Regions from separate parts of the Xenopus laevis genome. Here region 2 is linked to region 1. The links are chromatin contacts, called in public Hi-C maps. All regions are on one chromosome and are shown on one strand. Each heading gives the region's core, a stretch centred on a gene start, on an enhancer-like site or on the middle of the called end of the contact. The rest is flanking DNA. Distances are from core to core; before and after follow the strand shown.

Evidence for each region. Hi-C and Micro-C count contacts between places; a contact is called where the count stands out from the background.
Region 2: a contact with region 1 is called in a Hi-C map of the XL177 cell line, with 4 times the contacts expected there. The contact joins the enhancer-like site here to the promoter of prkar2a.S in region 1. A contact is called at or near these places in 3 of 4 Hi-C or Micro-C datasets (the XL177 cell line, the XTC cell line and animal cap).

What each region holds. Positions count from the first base shown.
Region 1 is chr4S:115,727,389-115,731,903 of Xenopus_laevis_v10.1, reverse strand. prkar2a.S (cAMP-dependent protein kinase type II-alpha regulatory subunit) reads left to right here and starts at 2,235. Exons shown (of 11, transcript XM_018261407.2): 1 at 2,235-2,726. The coding sequence starts at 2,459. LOC108715883 (a long non-coding RNA gene) reads right to left here and starts at 2,090. Exons shown (of 3, transcript XR_001935599.2): 1 at 1,959-2,090.
Region 2 is chr4S:115,798,352-115,802,866 of Xenopus_laevis_v10.1, reverse strand. It overlaps slc25a20.S (mitochondrial carnitine/acylcarnitine carrier protein), which reads left to right. Exons shown (of 10, transcript XM_041561742.1): 9 at 1,723-2,733; 10 at 2,799-3,779. The coding sequence ends at 1,785. Among protein-coding and RNA genes, the nearest start is that of slc25a20.S, 25 kb to the left of the region's middle. Within about 2 kb of position 2,001, at least 1 of the 7 cell types and tissues checked has an H3K27ac peak or open chromatin away from gene starts, as enhancers often do.

The DNA of each region.
Region 1 (4,515 bases), core at 986-3,485:
CACTTCCCCTGGTCTGAGGTGGCTAAGGCAAGTCTGGCGCAAGAGGCAACGTTCAGTAAAATCCGCATCTTAGTGAATTCACGCAGTTACGTCCCTTCGCCAGAGCACAAATTCGCCTGGCGTTAGGGAGCAAAGTACCGCTCGAGTCTATCTCCTTCGCTAGCAAAATTACACCAGCGACCGTTAGTAAATTGGCAATACGATACAACGTCACACTGGTGAATTTTCACCAGCGTTAGTCACTTTGCCCTTTAGTAAATTTGCCCCTAGGGGAATAAAGTTTGAGTGAGGAGAGGAAGAAAAATAGTACTAAGAGTGGGCCCCTGGTCTAAGATTAATTGGTGGGCCCCTGGTGTCCCAGTCCGACACTGTATATAAAACCTGCCTAAATGCTAGTTGATGAAGAGCAGGGCAAATAATTCAACATTTTAAAAATGGTTTTCTTTTTCTCTGTAGTAATAATAAAACAGTTCCTTGTACTTGAACCAAACTAAGATATGATTAATCCTTATTGGAAGCAAAACCAGCCTATTGGGTTTATTTAATGATTACATGATTTGATGTTATTAGATTAATAAGTGATTAGAGGTGGAATGAAGAAACTGTTGGTGAATGGGATCATGGCAGGTCGGTTGAGAAACAAAAGCAGATTCAGGGTCAATTTGCAATTTAACTTTACTACTGGAAAGATATTTACTTCCTCTAAAGTCTCTTAAACAATGAAAGGCCGTCCATTCTGGCACCTGACAGGTGATCTCATACAAGCAACTCCCAGCAGCCTATGTCTGTCACAGGACAAGAGAATTTATTAAGTAAAAGGTCCCCACATTCATTCAGTTGTGGTTAAACCATGCCAAATACTCGGCTTTTACTGTTTATTTCCCCCACCATATTAAAAGAAGTGAGCTACTGCACAACCACGCACTCTACACAGAACTCATTGGCTCCCAGCACTCCCAAGCCAAGGCCAGCAGGGTTGCCAGGTCTAATTTTCAAAACCAGTCAAAGTCAGCTACAAAACCAGCCCAAAACTAGCCAAGAGGCACTTTAAAAGTAGCCCAAAATAACACATGTGCAGTGAAAAAAAAGTCTAAAAAATAAATATATGTGAAAATACGCCTTTTTCGATATTCACTGATTCGCACATTTTTCTGTAAAGCAAAATGGGAAAGATTCGCCCCCTTCACCAGGGGCGTAACTACAGAGGGAGGTATAGGGGCCGGAATACATATACAATTTCAATAAATATTGGTAAAACAATTCAACCTCTAGACATTTTGGTGGCCAGCAGATTTTTCCCCAAAATTTAGGGATGCACCGAATCCACTATTTGGGATTTGGTCGAATCCCCTTGGTAAAGGTTCGGCCGAATACCGAACCGAATTTGCATCGGGCAGGAAAGGAAAAAAAAATCTAATGAAAAGTCACGTGATTTCCCTACCTGCCCTTAATTTACATAAGCAAATTAGGATTCGGTTCGGCCGAATCCCGAACTGAATCCTGGATTTGGTGCATCCCTACCAAAATTGTCATTGGAAAATGCGAGACTAGAGCCCAAAATCTGGTAATTCCCAAATTCTACACCAATCAATCCCATTGCATGCTGGATATTGTAGTCGTACATTCAACTTGCCATTTGAGAAATTGTTCAACAAAAACTACATTACCCAACCTGCATTGGGAGACTCAGACTTGGCACATTAGGGCAAGAACAAACTTGGGCTGTTTGCAAAGTAAATACCAGCCAAAGGCCCAAAAGGTAGCCCAAATCAGTACCTTGACAAGTTTGTACTTTCAAAACCGGCCTGGATTTTATACTAGTAGCCCAATTTAGCTGGAAACCAGCCAACCTAGCAACCCTGAAGGCCAGGCAGTAAATGACGCAGAATAGGGCGGAGCCACCGTCAGCAGCCGCTGTCACTGAGTGGGTGGGTTTAAATGAGTGATATGTAAATTACCCGGCTTTTTTTTCCAGAGGAATGACAGCTCAACTTCCCGACGCCTTATAATAGCTGCAGTCTTGGAACGCGGTGACATAGCAGCTCAGGTAACATTGCAGCTTTACAGGGCTGCCGCTTTCACTATGGAATACATTGGCGGAAGAGAACGATGCATTGACGTCAGAAAGTTGTCCCTCCCTATTAGCCAATGCACTGCCCCGTCTTTCCCGCCTCCTGCTGCGCGCGCGCACCCGGCCTACTCGCGTCTCTTAGGGATCAGTGCGCGCTGCGCTCTTGCCGGTTTCTGGCTGTGTGAGGTGATACCCTGAACCGCGTCAACTCCTCAGCGCCCGCTCGTTTGTCGGGGGGAGGGAGGGGGGACTGTGTGAGCGGAGAAACCATTCGGGAGATAGAGAGGGGGGACAGCACCCTCTGGCCTGCTTGGTGACTCCCCTTATCCAGGGTTAGGCGTGAATAAAAGCGAAACGGGGCTTCCTTCCCCCCCCAACCCGGGGACTATGAGTATCGAGATCCCGCCCGGCCTGACGGACTTACTGCAGGGTTATACGGTGGAGGTGCTGCGCCAGAAGCCGCCTGATCTGGTGGAGTTCGCGATACAGTATTTCACCCGACTCAAGGAGAAGCAGCTACAGGATGGCGCAGGGGCCGGCGCAATACGGCCTCACACCCGGGTGGTCAACTTTGACGGAGAACCCATGCAGACCGATTCCAACGGGGAGGAGGAAGAGGACGACGAGGAAGAGGACGATGACTCCGATTTTGAACGTAAGAGGCCGCGTGTGCTGTGGGCAGGGCTGGAGTTAGAGAAGAAGGGGCCCCTGGCTGGTCAGGAAGGTTAGGGCCCATTTGAGAAAGGGGAAATCCCATAAATCAGACCTGTCCCCCCCCCCCCCCATAGTTTTTGTTGATCTCTCCCAGCCTCGCTCTGGTGTTCAGGTAATGGACAGCTCAACAACAACTAGAGGGGCTGCAGTTTGGGTTATTATTAAAGGCACAAGTTGATTCTCTAATCTATTGGTGGGGAAAATCTGCAACATCCTCTAGTTTTTACTTTTGAAACCATGAAGCAGAAGTTGGCTCTCCCCCAGACCACTTCTAATCCACTCGCTGCTGCTGCTGGTACATTCTTTCAGGTGTCAGATCCAGCAGTGCAGGGAGACTAAACAATTGAGGCAGGAAATTATCTACTGACAGCTTTGACATGCATTTCCAGCGGTATTGTATATTGCTTACAATTGCATTTGTTTTAATTCTTCTGCATAGTCCAGACCCAAAGCCCCTTATGACGCTTTAAGTCAGAGGCACTTCCAGCCTTGGCAGTGGGCTGAGCAGTGAAAGTGCTGATTGAAGTGGAGCAGTGGAAGTGCTAAAGGGCTTCTGATGGAGCCATCATCCAACAATTGCTGCACAATCACCGGCTTTCTCTGCTTCTGCCTGTGGGTTTTTAAAATGACTAGTTGCCGAGAGACTTAAAGGGCTAGTCCACACGAGGAGATTCGGGGAGATTTTGTCGCCTGGCGACTAATCGCCTCGACTTTTGAGCGACTATCTCCCCGAACTGCCTCGGCATTTTTCCCCATAGGCTACAATGCAAAGTCGCCTGCGCTAATGCACATGCGGCAACTTCGGGCGACTATAGAAAGCGCATCGCCGCGTGTGCATTAGCGCAGACGACTTTGCATTGTAGCCTATGGGGAAAAACGCAGAGGCAGTTCGGGGAGATAGTCGCTCAAAAGACGAGGCGATTAGTCGCCAGGCGGCAAAATCTTCCCGAATCTCCTTGTGTGGACTAGCCCTTAAAAAATGATTTAAAGGATGACCAAAAGCTGAACAAGAAGTAGGGTAGAAATATTGCTCATTATGTTTTTGGGCTTCTGTGCCAGTCCAAGGCAACCACATCCCTTTAAAGGAAAAGGAATGGCTGTTGGCATTTTGGGATGCCAAATGTTAGGCCCCCCAAGTGATTATCGACTTACCTGAAACCTTGGGCCAGTACTCCTATTGGCAGAAAACTGCACCGGCCCAGGGTTTTTTCTAGCGAGCACCACGGAGAGATCTTCTTCTTTCTTAATATTTCGCCGGGCAAACGCATGCGCAGTAGAACGAAATAGCGACTTTTTAGTTAAACTTCGGCTTTTCGTTCTACTGTGCATGCGCAGCTGCGTGAAGAAAGAGGAAACAGGAAGAGGATCGCTCCGTGGTGCTCACTGGTATAACCCTGGGCAGGTTCAGATTTCTGTCGATAGGAGCTCCAGGCTGGGTTTTCAGGTAAGTCAATACAATCAATTGGGTGTACCTAACATTTGGCATCCCCAAGTGCAAACAGCCTTTCCTTCTCCAATCCCTTTTTATTAAAATCCCCTACCCTAAATAGATACCCTCCCTGCCCCCCCCATCTTAGGTGTTACCCTGGGTAAATGCCCCTAACTCTATACTTTACCCCTCATCGCAGATTCAGGGCATCAGAGTTCACGGGTGCCATCTTCTTCTCTTCTGTAATCTTTGGGTCTTCTAGTGCTTTGGCAAATTCCATGGCTTTCGGCACATATGCAGT
Region 2 (4,515 bases), core at 752-3,251, 71 kb before region 1:
TACAGGAAATGTTTTTTTGCATAATATAGGGATTTGTATCAGAAATATGTTTTATTATTATCTTAGGTCAAGTGTCTAATTGCTGCTAAAACTAAAAGATTGGTTGTGAGGCTTTACTTTTCCTTTAGATAATATATTCACTCAAATTGCTAATGTTGCCTCATTCATTAAGCTAAAACTAGTAAAATAACTCAAGTGTGAGTTATACATTTTTTACATATCAAATTGTATAAAATACACTTATTTTGTTTAATCAGTGTTTTACTTGTTTTGTTAATGAGGCTTTTACACCTATAGGGTTAGACACAACTTGTGCCCTGACTATAAAATACTTATCCCGATTAATGTGATAATAATTCCCCAATGGGGCACCTACAAGAGGTGTGAAATGAAAACTGGGTGAACCAGTAACTTTAGGGTCCAGCCACACGGGCAGATTCGGTGAGTTAAGTCGCCAGGCAACACATCTCCTCTTCTTCGCAGGGAACTAATCTTCCCGATCTGCCTTCTGCCGGCTAAAATGAAAATTGCCTGGGGGCAGGCACTCGGAGCGCTTTGTTTTCCGAAGTCGCCTGTAATTGCTTCACAAGGAAACTTCGGGCGACTTCGGAAAACGAAGCGCTCTGTGTGCCTGCCCCCAGGCGATTTTCATTTTAGCCGGCGGAAGGCAGATCGGGAAGATTAGTTCCCTGCGAAGAAGAGGAAATTTGCTGCTGTGTAGCAATGGGGACAGTCATTCAAGCACAGGATACACAGTAGATAACAGATAAGTACTACTATAGTTTATATAAACAAGATGCTGTGTAGCCATGGGGGCAGCCATTCAAGCACAGGATACACAGTAGATAACAGATAAGTACTACTATAGTTTATATAAACAAGATGCTGTGTAGCCATGGGGGCAGCCATTCAAGCACAGGATACACAGTAGATAACAGATAAGTACTACTATAGTTTATATAAACAAGCTGCTGTGTAGCCATGGGGGGCAGCCATTCAAGCACAGGATACAAAGTAGATAACAGATAAGTACTACTATAGTTTATATAAACAAGATGCTGTGTAGCCATGGGGGCAGCCATTCAAGCACAGGATACACAGTAGATAACAGATAAGTACTACTATAGTTTATATAAACAAGCTGCTGTGTAGTCATGGGGGCAGCCATTCAAAGCTGGAAAAGGAGAAAAGGCACAGGATACAAAGCAGATAACAGATAAGCTCTATAGTATACAATGGGATTCTTCAGTGTTAATCAGTGATCCATTATGTATTCTGTGCTTGGATGGCTGCCCCAATGGCTAGAAAGCAGCTTGTTTATATAAACTATAGTAGTACTTATCTGTTATCTACTGTGTATCCTGTGCTTGAATGGCTGCCCCCATGACTACACAGCAGCTTGTTTATATAAACTATAGTAGTACTTATCTGTTATCTACTGTGTATCCTGTGCTTGAATGGCTGCCCCCATGACTACACAGCAGCTTGTTTATATAAACTATAGTAGTCTTTTTGAAGCAAACACACCAGTTGTAACCAGTCCAAGGCAACACTGCATTATATTGTCATTCCTTTAAAACATTTTTTGGTGTTACTGTTCCTTTAAGTATGTTTTTTTTTATTTTTTTTAAATAAGCTTTTTGCTAATACCTAACCTTGTGTGAAAGTGCTATAATTGAGCCTGAATCGCTCTCTCACATCTGTCTGTCCTCTTTTTGCTAGGCATGTTTCCTTGGATTTGAGGTTGCCATGAAATTCCTCAACTGGCTCTCCCCAAACCTGTGAAGCCCAGAATTAAATGTAGGAGTTTGGGCCGTCGGTGCCTGCGCCGCTGGGTATCACGCAGAGAATACCAAGACTACATGGACTGAAATATACAAAATAAATTGCCTTATTAGTGAGCGGTGCTAAATTAGTGCTGTTCTGTTAATACTTGACTGAGACCAGACACTCGTATATGGAGCTGATCTCATATAAGGTCCCTCTTTATATCCCATCAGACTGGCCTTGTCTTCAATTCATCACCTGTTTATTGGCTTCATCATCACCAAATGACAACTCTCTTCCAAGTCTGTCCTAAACCAAGAGGATGGGAATTGCCCAACCCCCAACTTATGTTGATATAAACTTGAAAAATGTTTTTGCCTTCATGCTAGAGATCCAGACATTGATCATTCGCCTCTGGTATCAGCATATGGGAATTTGGCTAAGATGAGCCCCTTTAAAGGGGTGCTTCACCTTCCAAACACTTTTTCAGTTCAGTTGTTTTTAGATTTTTTACCATAAACAAATCAAATACATTTTTTTAATTGCTTTCCATCTTTTATTTTTTACCCTTTCCCCAAAATTTCCCCAAAGTTTAATGTTTGTGTCTCTGGGGTTTCAGTCTGGCAGCTCAGTGATCCAGGAGCATCTGAACTAGGGATCCACCGAATCCGGGATTCGGCCTTTTTCAGCAAAATTCGGATTTTGATGAATCCTTCTGCCTGGCCCAAACGAATCCTAATTTGAACATGCAAATTAGGGGCGGGAGGGAAATGGTTTCCCCTTCCCACCCCTAATTTGCATATGTATATGCATATGTTTGGTATTTTTCGCAAAGGATTCGGAGGTTCGGCCGAATCCGAAATAGTGGATTCGGTGCATCCCTAATCTGAACTGTTACAATTTGCTACATTTAGTTGATACAATTAGTTGATACATTTAGTTGATACAATTAGTTGATACATTTAGTTGATACAATTAGTTGATACATTTAGTTGATACAATTAGTTGATACAATTAATTGATACAATTAGTTGATACATTTAGTTGATACAATTATATCTAGTACAGGTAAATCTAAAAAAAAAAACGTTTTCATTGATTACTCAGCAAGTCCAGTTGTTTTTAGATTTACCTATACTAGATATACCATGACCTGGATGAATGAAAATCTTCATAGTCATATTGATACAATTAGTTTATACATTTAGTTGATCCATTTCTCAGCAGCAGCTCTGGAGTATTAGCAACTATTGTATCAATTCTAACAGCTGCCTGTAATGAAACTCAGGGACAAAGATAAGAAATGTATCAACTAAATGTATCAATTTAGAACAGTTAGAGTCGGCGACCCCCTCCCAGTGCTGCTTAAGAAGGGGAAATACACTTCAGTATTAGAAAAACTGTTGCAAAATGAGAGTGCAGGTATGGAATCCGTTATCCGGAAGCCCACTATCCAGAAAGTTATGAAATGTCCGTCTCCCATAATTTTATCCAAATAATCCACATTTTTAAAAATGATTTTCTTTTTCTCTGTAATAATAAAACAGTAGCTTGTACTTGATCCCAACTAAGATATAATTAATCCTTTTTTGGAGGCAAAACCAACCTATTGGGTTTATTTAATGTTTACATGATTTTCTAGTAGACTTAATGTATGAAGATCCAAATTACAAAAGATCCCTTATCTGGAAAACCCCAGGTCCCAAGCATTCTGGATAACAGGTCCCATACCTGTAATTGGAAAAAGTCTTTGTTTATGGGGGAACAACAATCTGAAACCAACTGAACTGAAAAAAAAGTGTTGGAAGGTGAACAAGCCGTTTAATACAGTATATCAATGTATGAGGCTTAATATATAATCAAATGTGTTAAAAAATAAATGTTTTACTGTCCCTCACACTGTTTTCCGGTGGGGGATCAGTTCACGGACCAATTGTTGGAACAGTCCGTGTCACTGTAATTGTATAACATTTTTATATATATTTTAGCAGCAGTAAAACTTTGCCTTCTAACAAATGTGTCTTTATTCATTACAACTAGAAACTTGCCTATATATATATCTATATATATATATATATCTCCCTGTACAAATTGGTAATAACCAGAAAGTTCTGAGTATAGTGGCCCTTTAAAAGACAATGCAATCCTTCAGATTTCACGGCTAATTGGGAAGGAGAAGAAGACACCCAGTCCCCCAAAACTCAGCTGCCGGATATTACCGCGAGTGTCTGTGGGTTAGAAGGGATTTATAAAATTGGGAGGTACTTTATCTGCACCACTAAGCACTACCCAAGGCTTGGGCCCCTGGGGGCCTATATAGACAATGTGGCCCTGTTGGCAGAGCTTCATCATATTTGTTTGCAAAGGCTGTGAGTGACTGTAGTGGGTCCTTGTAATGACAAATCTGCAGTATTGTGTCTTATTCCCAGCGATTTCATGGCATTGTGTGAGCTAGGCTTCTTGCAGGGGAGTTATTATAACACAATAGTAGGGCTGTCGACAATAAGGACGGTCGTAGCCAGTGAGACTGAGACAATGGCAGCCTTGGCAAGAATAATATATAACCAAATAAGTTGGTAACCCCTTTATAGATCTATTAGAATGGACTGAAGCTAGTGATGGGCGAATAAATTCGCCTGGCACGAATTTGCGGCGAATTTCCGCCTTTCACTGGAGGCAAATAAATTCACGAAGCTCCCGCTTGTTCGGATGCCCGTTGACTTTAACGCCAGCATCAAAATTGATGTG